Linked DNA regions of Zea mays: all the other regions are linked to region 3. Evidence: chromatin contacts called from public Hi-C data. All regions are on one chromosome and are shown on one strand. The core of a region is the stretch at or near the end of the contact, and the rest is flanking DNA. Distances in the headings are between cores, read along the strand shown.

Region 1 (2,712 bases), core at 89-2,588, 250 kb after region 3:
ATTCACTTTAGTTCATAAGGTCAAAAAAACATTTAACTCCAACTAGAATCCAAACCAAGATCCAACGAACTCAAGCTAAGAGACTTGAAAGCTATCTGACCAAAGCAACAACATGACAAGTTAGTCTAGCTCGTCTTAGCATACCCCTCTCCTAAGATGAGTCCTCTCGCTTGGGACTTGTAATCTTTATATCACCTATCTACAATGTTCTATGACAAGAGAGGATGTAGGGTATTTACTTGAACCTCTATAAACTTTTTTGTGTATTAGGCTAATAATATTGTGATATGGTACCCTGGGTGCTAGGGTTCACCCTTCGCTCTCCTAGCCATCTCATTTTCAATTACCTTTAGTCTCTTGATGTCTTCGCTATGATAGGTACTAACTATGGGCATGTTTGGATCTTATGTGCTAAACTTTAGTAGAGCCCTCTTTAATGGAGAGCTAAGTTTAGCACATGTGTAGTGTTTGGATGTAAGTGCTAAAGTTTAGCACATAGATATAGAAAGACATCCATACCCCTAATTAATACGGGATAGAGAGAGTGAGTGTGGGGTGAGGGGGGTATGAGATGTCTTCCTCATCCTAGATCACTTTTAGCTCACTTTAGCACATCTTAGAGGATCTAAACTACTAATAAATGTTAAAGTTCAGCAGTTTTTAGCACTTTCGTTTGGATCTTTAAGTGCTAAAATGTAGTTAAAATTGTAGTGCTAAACTTTAGCGCCATGGATCCAAACATAACATGACTGATGGCTCTAACTCAACTGGTACTAATCAAATTCACCTATTAGTCAAATCGATCAGCGTTGGAGTTGGCATATAGCTCACGTCACCTTTCACATCGAATGTTTAGATGTTTGTTAAAAGTATTAAATATAGTATAATGGTAAAAGTAATTACCAGGGGTGCAAACGACTATTCAGATATCAGTTTTTTAGTTTTTTATTGTGAATTAAATACAATATAGAATATGTTATACAAATTATATTCTGTCTCCAGTAGAACGTAAAAATAGAGGACGTAGAACTGTAGGTGATACTATTTGACACTGTTTGCAGAGAGAAATTTGAAATATGGGATAAAATAGCGGATGAGATAGGGGATCTACTCGAGATAGATATAAGTCAATTAAATTTGATTAGTCTATGGTTCGATTATGTAATGCTACAATAAGAACGTGTTTAATATAGCTCTGCTTCGTTTTAGAGCAGATCTATTATATAATTCTGGTTGAATCAGTTGTGCTGTAGAGTTTAGATTGTTTTTTTAGGCCGTGAGTTGCATCCGAAGGAAAGGAAACTCTGCTCATCAACCCGCTGGGTGCCAGTGTGGTACCGGTACCCTTCCCTCACTCTCCCGGTTCTTTCCCGGCGCTGGATTCAGATCCGCACGCTTCTCCATTTCCGTAAAGCTCCGTGCCTCCTCCTCGTCTCTTCACTCCAAATCCACCGAGGCCATCGCCTGGGCCCCGGGGAAACCCCTCGCGCTCGTGGCCCTGTGAGCAGCCGCAGCCATGGCGCAGCCGCTCGTCGTGAAGAAAGACGACGATCTCGACGAGGAAGGTGAGCGCGCGCGCGTCAGCGCCTCTCGTCTGTCTCGTCTCGTTTCTTCGTTGCGCACCTCCGGTTGTGTGTGCCCTTGCGTGCGTTCGTGCGCGCGTGTATGTGCCCAGATCTGTGCTCGCCGCGCCCTAGATCTGGGGCGATCCGGCCCGGATTCCCTCGCTCTTCGCCATTGCTCTTGGCTGATTGTTGGCTTGCTTGGTTGCTGCTGCAGAGTACTACTCGCCATTCCTGGGCATAGAGAAGGGCGCCGTGCTGCAGGAGGCCCGAGTCTTCCATGACCCTCAGCTCGACGCGCGGCGATGCTGCCAGGTGCCTATCTGCACAATCGTATTTCATCGCCTCCCCACGGGATCACGCGATACCATCTCTCCGAGCTTGTGCGAATGTTGATTCGAATGCATTCGAGGGCTCACAAAATGAGGTGTGGTTTCTCATGTTTTCTTCATGTATCTGCAGGTTATCACCAAGCTCCTGTACCTGCTCAACCAGGGTGATACCTTTACCAAGGTACACTGGCACATCGTTTATCCTACCACGATCATAATTTGGCAGGGTTTTTAGATTCAGAGTGCTGGTACTCTTTTTATATTTAAAATTAGTGTGAAGTTTGGCCATACTTATCGTCCTCCAAATCATAATTTGGCTGGTTATTTAGATTCAGATTGATGGTACTTGTCATATATATTTAAAATTAGTGTGAAGTTTGACCATACTCAATGTCCTCTGAAAAGAAGTTGGTACCTACAAAGTTAGGTTCAACACCTGGTACCCTGAATAACATTAGGTGAGAAGTTACTTGCTAGCTTAATGTGTAGAGTAGACCTTATGCATGCTTCAAACACTGCAAGTACAAAGGGGGGCCAGGAGTACATATAATCACATGTGATGTAGTGCAGTTTCTTCAATACATTAGTGTGGCCATTGTGCTCTACTCCAGGATCTGTGCTACTTGATAGTTTTCTATGAGTGGAAAAATTGCAGGTTGGCCATTGTGCTATAGTCCATGACTTGTGCTACTTGATAGTTTTATGAGTGGAAAATTGTAGGTTGAGGCTACAGAGGTCTTCTTTGCAACGACCAAGCTGTTCCAGTCTAAAGATGCGGGCCTTAGGAGGATGGTGTACCTCATGATCAAGGAACTCTC
Region 2 (2,744 bases), core at 209-2,708, 170 kb after region 3:
ATCTGAACCAATACAAATATGTGTATCATATAAATACTCTAAATATTATATGTGCAATATATTCTAAAACTAAAATTGATGGTAAAGTGACTAATAATTTATGTTCTAGTTGATTATATGAAAATAGTTTTGTTGCTCGAAGACACTATGGGTGAAAATTTGACAGGTAGTGCACCACCAAGTGTGCTTCATTTTTCTATTGCTCCAAATTATTATTATTTTCTCCATTTTAAATTATAGGACTTTTTAGGTTCATTCTTTTGTTATGTACTTTGTCAACGCCCTTGGTATGGATACCCTAGGTGCTACAGGTAAACTAGTCCTACACGGAGAGGACATGACATGATATAGGCCCCGCACTCGAGGTGGTTTAAGGCGACAATACCCCACTACGGAATCAATAGACAGCGAGTGGACTGAGGTTTGGGGATCTGATGTCGTGGTCGTCGAAGGTGGGGCCGAGGCAGAGGATGATGCCCGTGAGGAGCAGGCTATGTCGGGGAGGCACGACAGCGAGTTGCTCAGGCTATGTTGGAGAGGCATGGTGGCGGGTTGCTTGAGGTCGAGGGATCCCGCGCCACGGTCGTCGTCGGGGGGACGCGAGGCAGAGAGAGATGGATGGGGCAACACAGAGTGTGATGTCAAGCAACTGGAGTTGAGGATTGGACTACATGTTCCATATAAATAAGTATAAGTGTTTTTTTTTGCAAAAGTCAATGATTGTAGAAACCATGTAAACTGCTGCTTTATATAGCATAAATACTAGCAAAGTGCTTGTATGTTGCCATGGTTTCCATTTATGGTTGAGTATAGAGTATAAAACACAAAGATACGTGTTCTGTTGGCTAGGTTTGTGAATGTGGTTTGGAGCCAACAACCATGGTTTAAATCCTCGTTTATGCATGAAAACTATACATGTGGACATCTGCGTTTTTGCTGGCAAGGTGAGAATTCCTATATTATATAATTTTAGCTTTTTTACCATTTATATGTAGGGGAGCACGACGATCGTGGAAGTTTTATATAGTAGAGATAGAGAGAAGAGAGAGGAGAAAAGGACGAGAACTTACACTCTGGCACACGCACAAAAACATCACCATCTAACTCTACTCCTTTAAAGCACAAGTTTTATGTGTCGTGCGTCACATATGAAGCACGTAGAATAGATTTGTTCTTCTACGCACCTTTCGTTTAACAATTAGGTCGTTACCTCCCAGATGAACCGTAAGAAAACACTCAACCCTTCATGACATGAAGTCATACGCAACGCTCCCGGATAGTAAAACTTGCTAGTTAAAGGAGAATAAGCAACCAAGCGAGCAAAAAAAAAGTTAGTCTTCTATTCAACTCATATTTTTATCGGTCTTTTAACTAAGATAAAGTACAATAATATATGTTACACCTTAATTTTAAATTTAATTTTTTAAGAGGCCCATCGCACTAATTTACCACTGGACCATTTTGTCACAAACTTACAACCCACGTGTATTATACTTAACTTCGAGAAAGAAACAGTACTTCTGCGGATGAAACCAAACCTAAGCCTAGCCGAGCCGCCCTCCCAAATCATTAGCCTCCCTCCCCTTCGTTTGTTTGTTTGATTGATTGGCGAGTAACAACTACCACTACCTGCAACCGCAGCAATCTCCCCTCGCCAACTCCGTCTCGGGTTAACCATTCGTCATTGCCGAGGAGGAGGCCCGGTCGTCGTGTGAGGTGTTCTGGATCTCGGATGGCGTCGGCCAAGTCGTCGCGGTCGCGGCCCGCGGGCCACTCGGGGGTGTTCCCGGTGGGCAGCGCCGCCGCGGTGGGGAGCGGGGGCGGGGGAGGCGGCGGCGGCGATGGCGGAGTGCAGCTCGCCGACAAGCTTAAGATTTTCAAGACCGACAACTTCGATCCCGACGCCTACGTGCAGTCCAAGTGCCAGACCATGAACGAGAAGGTGAGCCTACCTGCCTGCCATCTCTGATCCGATCGCGTTGCGAGGTCCAGCTCGCGGGCTCCATCCTGCTGCGCCTGTTGTCAGGGTGCGTTGGCCCGTGGGGGTGGTGGAGAGGTCTCATTTCGTTGTTGCATGGTGGGGTACTGGGGTGTCTATTGGACTAGGCGAATGTGATCTGTGGCGCAGTGGTTGGTGTTGAAATTCATGCGAATTGCGCAGCATTAGTGATTCTGTTCTCTGAATGATTGGTCATTCAGGGAATGCACTTTGACATTTTGTAGGAGGGTGCTTGATCGATATCTCAATGTGTGTTCTTAGCGCAATGGGTGCTTTGCAGTGAAAAAATGATCTGGCATAACTTGTCGGGGTGATATCGGAATTTGTATGCTTCACTGTAGAAAAAAATCTATACTGGTGGCATATATTATTGTTGTTGTTGTTGTTGTTTTATTCTGCTGTGTGTTCAAATTAGAAAACTGAATATGTTCCAAACAAGAGGAGTATTGTCTTATGATTTTATCTGCAGATTTGAGTACAAGCCAGGGATTTTGAAATACTTGAGTTGACGCTTGGATATGTTGCCACTCTTCAGGTTGCATCATGATATGGTTATGTTCGGGTTTTATTTAGAAATGAAATATGGTTATATTTATGCTGCCATGTAGAAATGAAATGTGGTTATATTCAATTTTTGGGTAGACATGGGGAATTCATGACATTGCTTTTGGAAATAGGGCATCTTGAGTTTGGTATGGCTATTGCTACAGAAATTTTGAGTCCAAACCTAGTTATAATGATCAGA
Region 3 (2,700 bases), core at 13-2,512:
AATATTGCATTATATAGTGAATTAATAGTATATAAATGTGAAATAAATAATCACAACACGACATTACAAGTAATCTAAACTATAATTGTTATATATTCATCATTAAAGATTAAGAAACGAGTCAGATATCTATAAAATTATCCAATATTCATCATTATTGTGTAGGTTGATTAATTTAGTACAGCTCGTGAGCCAGATCAGCTCGGCTCGGCTCGTTGGTTCAACGAGCTTGAAAATCTGGCTCAGCTTGTTGGTTCAACGAGATCGAAAACCTGGTTCGGCTCGACTCGCGAGCCGCACGAGTTGTGGCTCGCGACCTTCGAGATTTTTTCCCAGCATGGAACAGCCGATTAGACGATCGGTTACACTGTTGGGCCGTGTTGGATAGATAGCTCGAGCGACGGCCCTTCAAGGCTTCTTGGCGTCCCCTGATATCAGTGGCGGGCCTGTTTGTTTGCTTTGAATGAGAAAGGCCGGACAAAGCATCCGTCAGTCGGGCATTCAGGCTTGTCACACCGGCGGCATATGACAGAGTCGTCGAATCAGCCCCCCCACCCCCCCCCCCCCCCCCCCCCCCCCACACACACACACACACACAACGGCCGCCATCGCACGCACGTCACTGCCGCTACCGCACCCCGTTGGGCCGTGGCCCATAGGCGACAGCCACGTCCGCGTCCGAGTGGCCCATAGACATGAGGTCTGAGTGTCCGACACCTCCCAAACGCCCAAACGTCGCACCGTTGTAGGGGGGCATGAGGTGCCTAATTTTTAGATGATTCCTGATCCAACCAATTGACATAAGTAAATGGATACTTTTTATGATTTATGTTTATATCATAACAAGTTAAAATTGTATCCTTATATGACTTCATAATTAATTATTAATTATCTTTGTGTCAACTAGGGATGTTAGTACGGAATTCCAGGATCAGGGATGGCCATTCCACACCATTCGTGCGGAGAGAAAAATTATCCGCCCCGCTAACCGGAGAGCTTTTTATAAATTTTATCTCCATAAAAAAACCCTTCCCTAGCTATTATAAAATACAATTTTTGGAGGTAAAAATAAATTGACTATATTAATTTAATTTAATTTAAACAAACACAGTTTAAAATTAAAGAGATGTCTACTTTAGAGTTTAACATGTCAAGAGATTAATTTAAAGTATAGAAATTCGTGGGACGGGTACGTGGGGAACCAGGACGGGATAGTTCCCTATTTCCGTTCTCGTGAACTATGAGCAGCATCCGTCCATCAGGTTCGTCACGCGCCGGCGGCATATGACAGAGGCAAATAAGCAGCGAATCGGCACCCTCAACGGCCGCCGCCGATGCACGCACGTCACAGCCGCTACATGGCTACATCACGCCGCACCCGGCCCAACGGCACCCGTAGGGCCGGCCGTGGCCCATAGGCGGCAGCCACGTTCGCGTCCGGGCCGGTCCGCGGCCACAACTAATTCCCGGAATCCCGGGTCCCGCGCGCGCTAGCTCTCTCTATCTCTCCACCACCTCACCTGCCGCCATGACACCACCCCGCGCGCACGCTGCCGCAGCGACACCGGCGCGCTCACACCGCCACAGCCCACACCCCCTCCGTCTATATATTCCGCTCCCCGCCCGCCTCTAGCCATAGCCTTATAGCCACATACCGGCCAGCCGCAGCAAGTGCCCAGAAGGCCAGAACCAGAACCAAGCAGCTCGTTGCAACCTCATATCATCCCCTGCCACGCACCTCCGTCCGCCGCGCCATGGAATCGAGGAGGAGGGCCGTGCCCACCGTGACGGCGGTTGCGGTGGCGACGCTGCTGCTGACGATGATGACGTCGTCGGGCGTGGGCGGCGACTTCGCGGCGGACCGGGCGGAGTGCTCGGAGCAGTTGGCGGGGCTGGCGACGTGCCTGACGTACGTGCAGGAGCAGGCGACGGCGACGGCGCCGACGCCCGACTGCTGCGCGGGCCTCAAGGCGGTGCTGCAGAGCAGCCGCAAGTGCCTGTGCGTGCTGGTCAAGGACCGGGACGACCCCAATCTAGGCCTCAAGCTCAACGTCGACAAGGCGCTCGGCCTCCCCGCCGTCTGCCACGCGCCCGCCAACATCTCCGACTGCCCCAGTACGTAGTCTGTTTGTATCCATCCACAGTCTCTAGCCTCCCTTATTTTAGTTGCTAGTAAGTGTAGTGCTGTGAGATATTTTTTTTTATTTTTTTCTAGCTCGTCTAGTTGGATAAGCTAGTTTAATTCATACAAACTCTTATACTAATCATTATTTATTTTAGTTTTTGTTAATTATTTGAGTAAGAGGAGGAGGATCGGGAAGGAGTGAATGAGGAAAGATAATCTAAATAATATAGTCTATTATATTTAAGTGGAGATAATTTTAACAATCTAAACTGTTTGGTTTTAAAAGTGTTACATGCGTGTGGGTTGCAATTAATTTATTAGATTAGCGTAGTATACTAGTAGATCAGAGCAAAGCCCGACCCGACAGATCATTTCAGACGTCACGACAGTTTTTGGGCACCACCCGATGTCACCTCGTACGACGAGGAACACAACGCCGCGTTACGACAGCGCCTAGAAGGACGTCTCGAACAGCAGCAGCACATGTCACATGAATTCCGTGTCTAGTAGGAAACTGAAACAGTGCCACTTCTGTCTCCAAAATAAATATCATGCGCCGGTTTATTTTGTTTACA

Evidence for each region. A called contact is a pair of places that touch in the nucleus more often than the background predicts.
Region 1: a Hi-C map of ear shows a contact between it and region 3, with 1.9 times the contacts expected there. The contact joins the promoter of LOC100193726 here to the promoter of LOC100285826 in region 3. A contact is called at or near these places in 3 of 25 Hi-C or Micro-C datasets (ear, endosperm and leaf).
Region 2: a contact with region 3 is called in a Hi-C map of leaf, with 4 times the contacts expected there. The contact joins the promoter of LOC103632095 here to the promoter of LOC100285826 in region 3. A contact is called at or near these places in 7 of 25 Hi-C or Micro-C datasets (bundle sheath, ear, endosperm and 2 more).

What each region holds. Positions count from the first base shown.
Region 1 is chr7:16,794,579-16,797,290 of Zm-B73-REFERENCE-NAM-5.0, forward strand. LOC100193726 (Coatomer subunit gamma) reads left to right here and starts at 1,339. Exons shown (of 18, transcript NM_001358873.1): 1 at 1,339-1,565; 2 at 1,780-1,877; 3 at 2,025-2,075; 4 at 2,615-2,712. The coding sequence starts at 1,517.
Region 2 is chr7:16,717,936-16,720,679 of Zm-B73-REFERENCE-NAM-5.0, forward strand. LOC103632095 (exocyst complex component EXO84B) reads left to right here and starts at 1,459. Exons shown (of 7, transcript XM_008653945.4): 1 at 1,459-1,942. The coding sequence starts at 1,733.
Region 3 is chr7:16,546,581-16,549,280 of Zm-B73-REFERENCE-NAM-5.0, forward strand. LOC100285826 (lipid binding protein) reads left to right here and starts at 1,263. Exons shown (of 3, transcript NM_001176841.1): 1 at 1,263-2,115. The coding sequence starts at 1,755.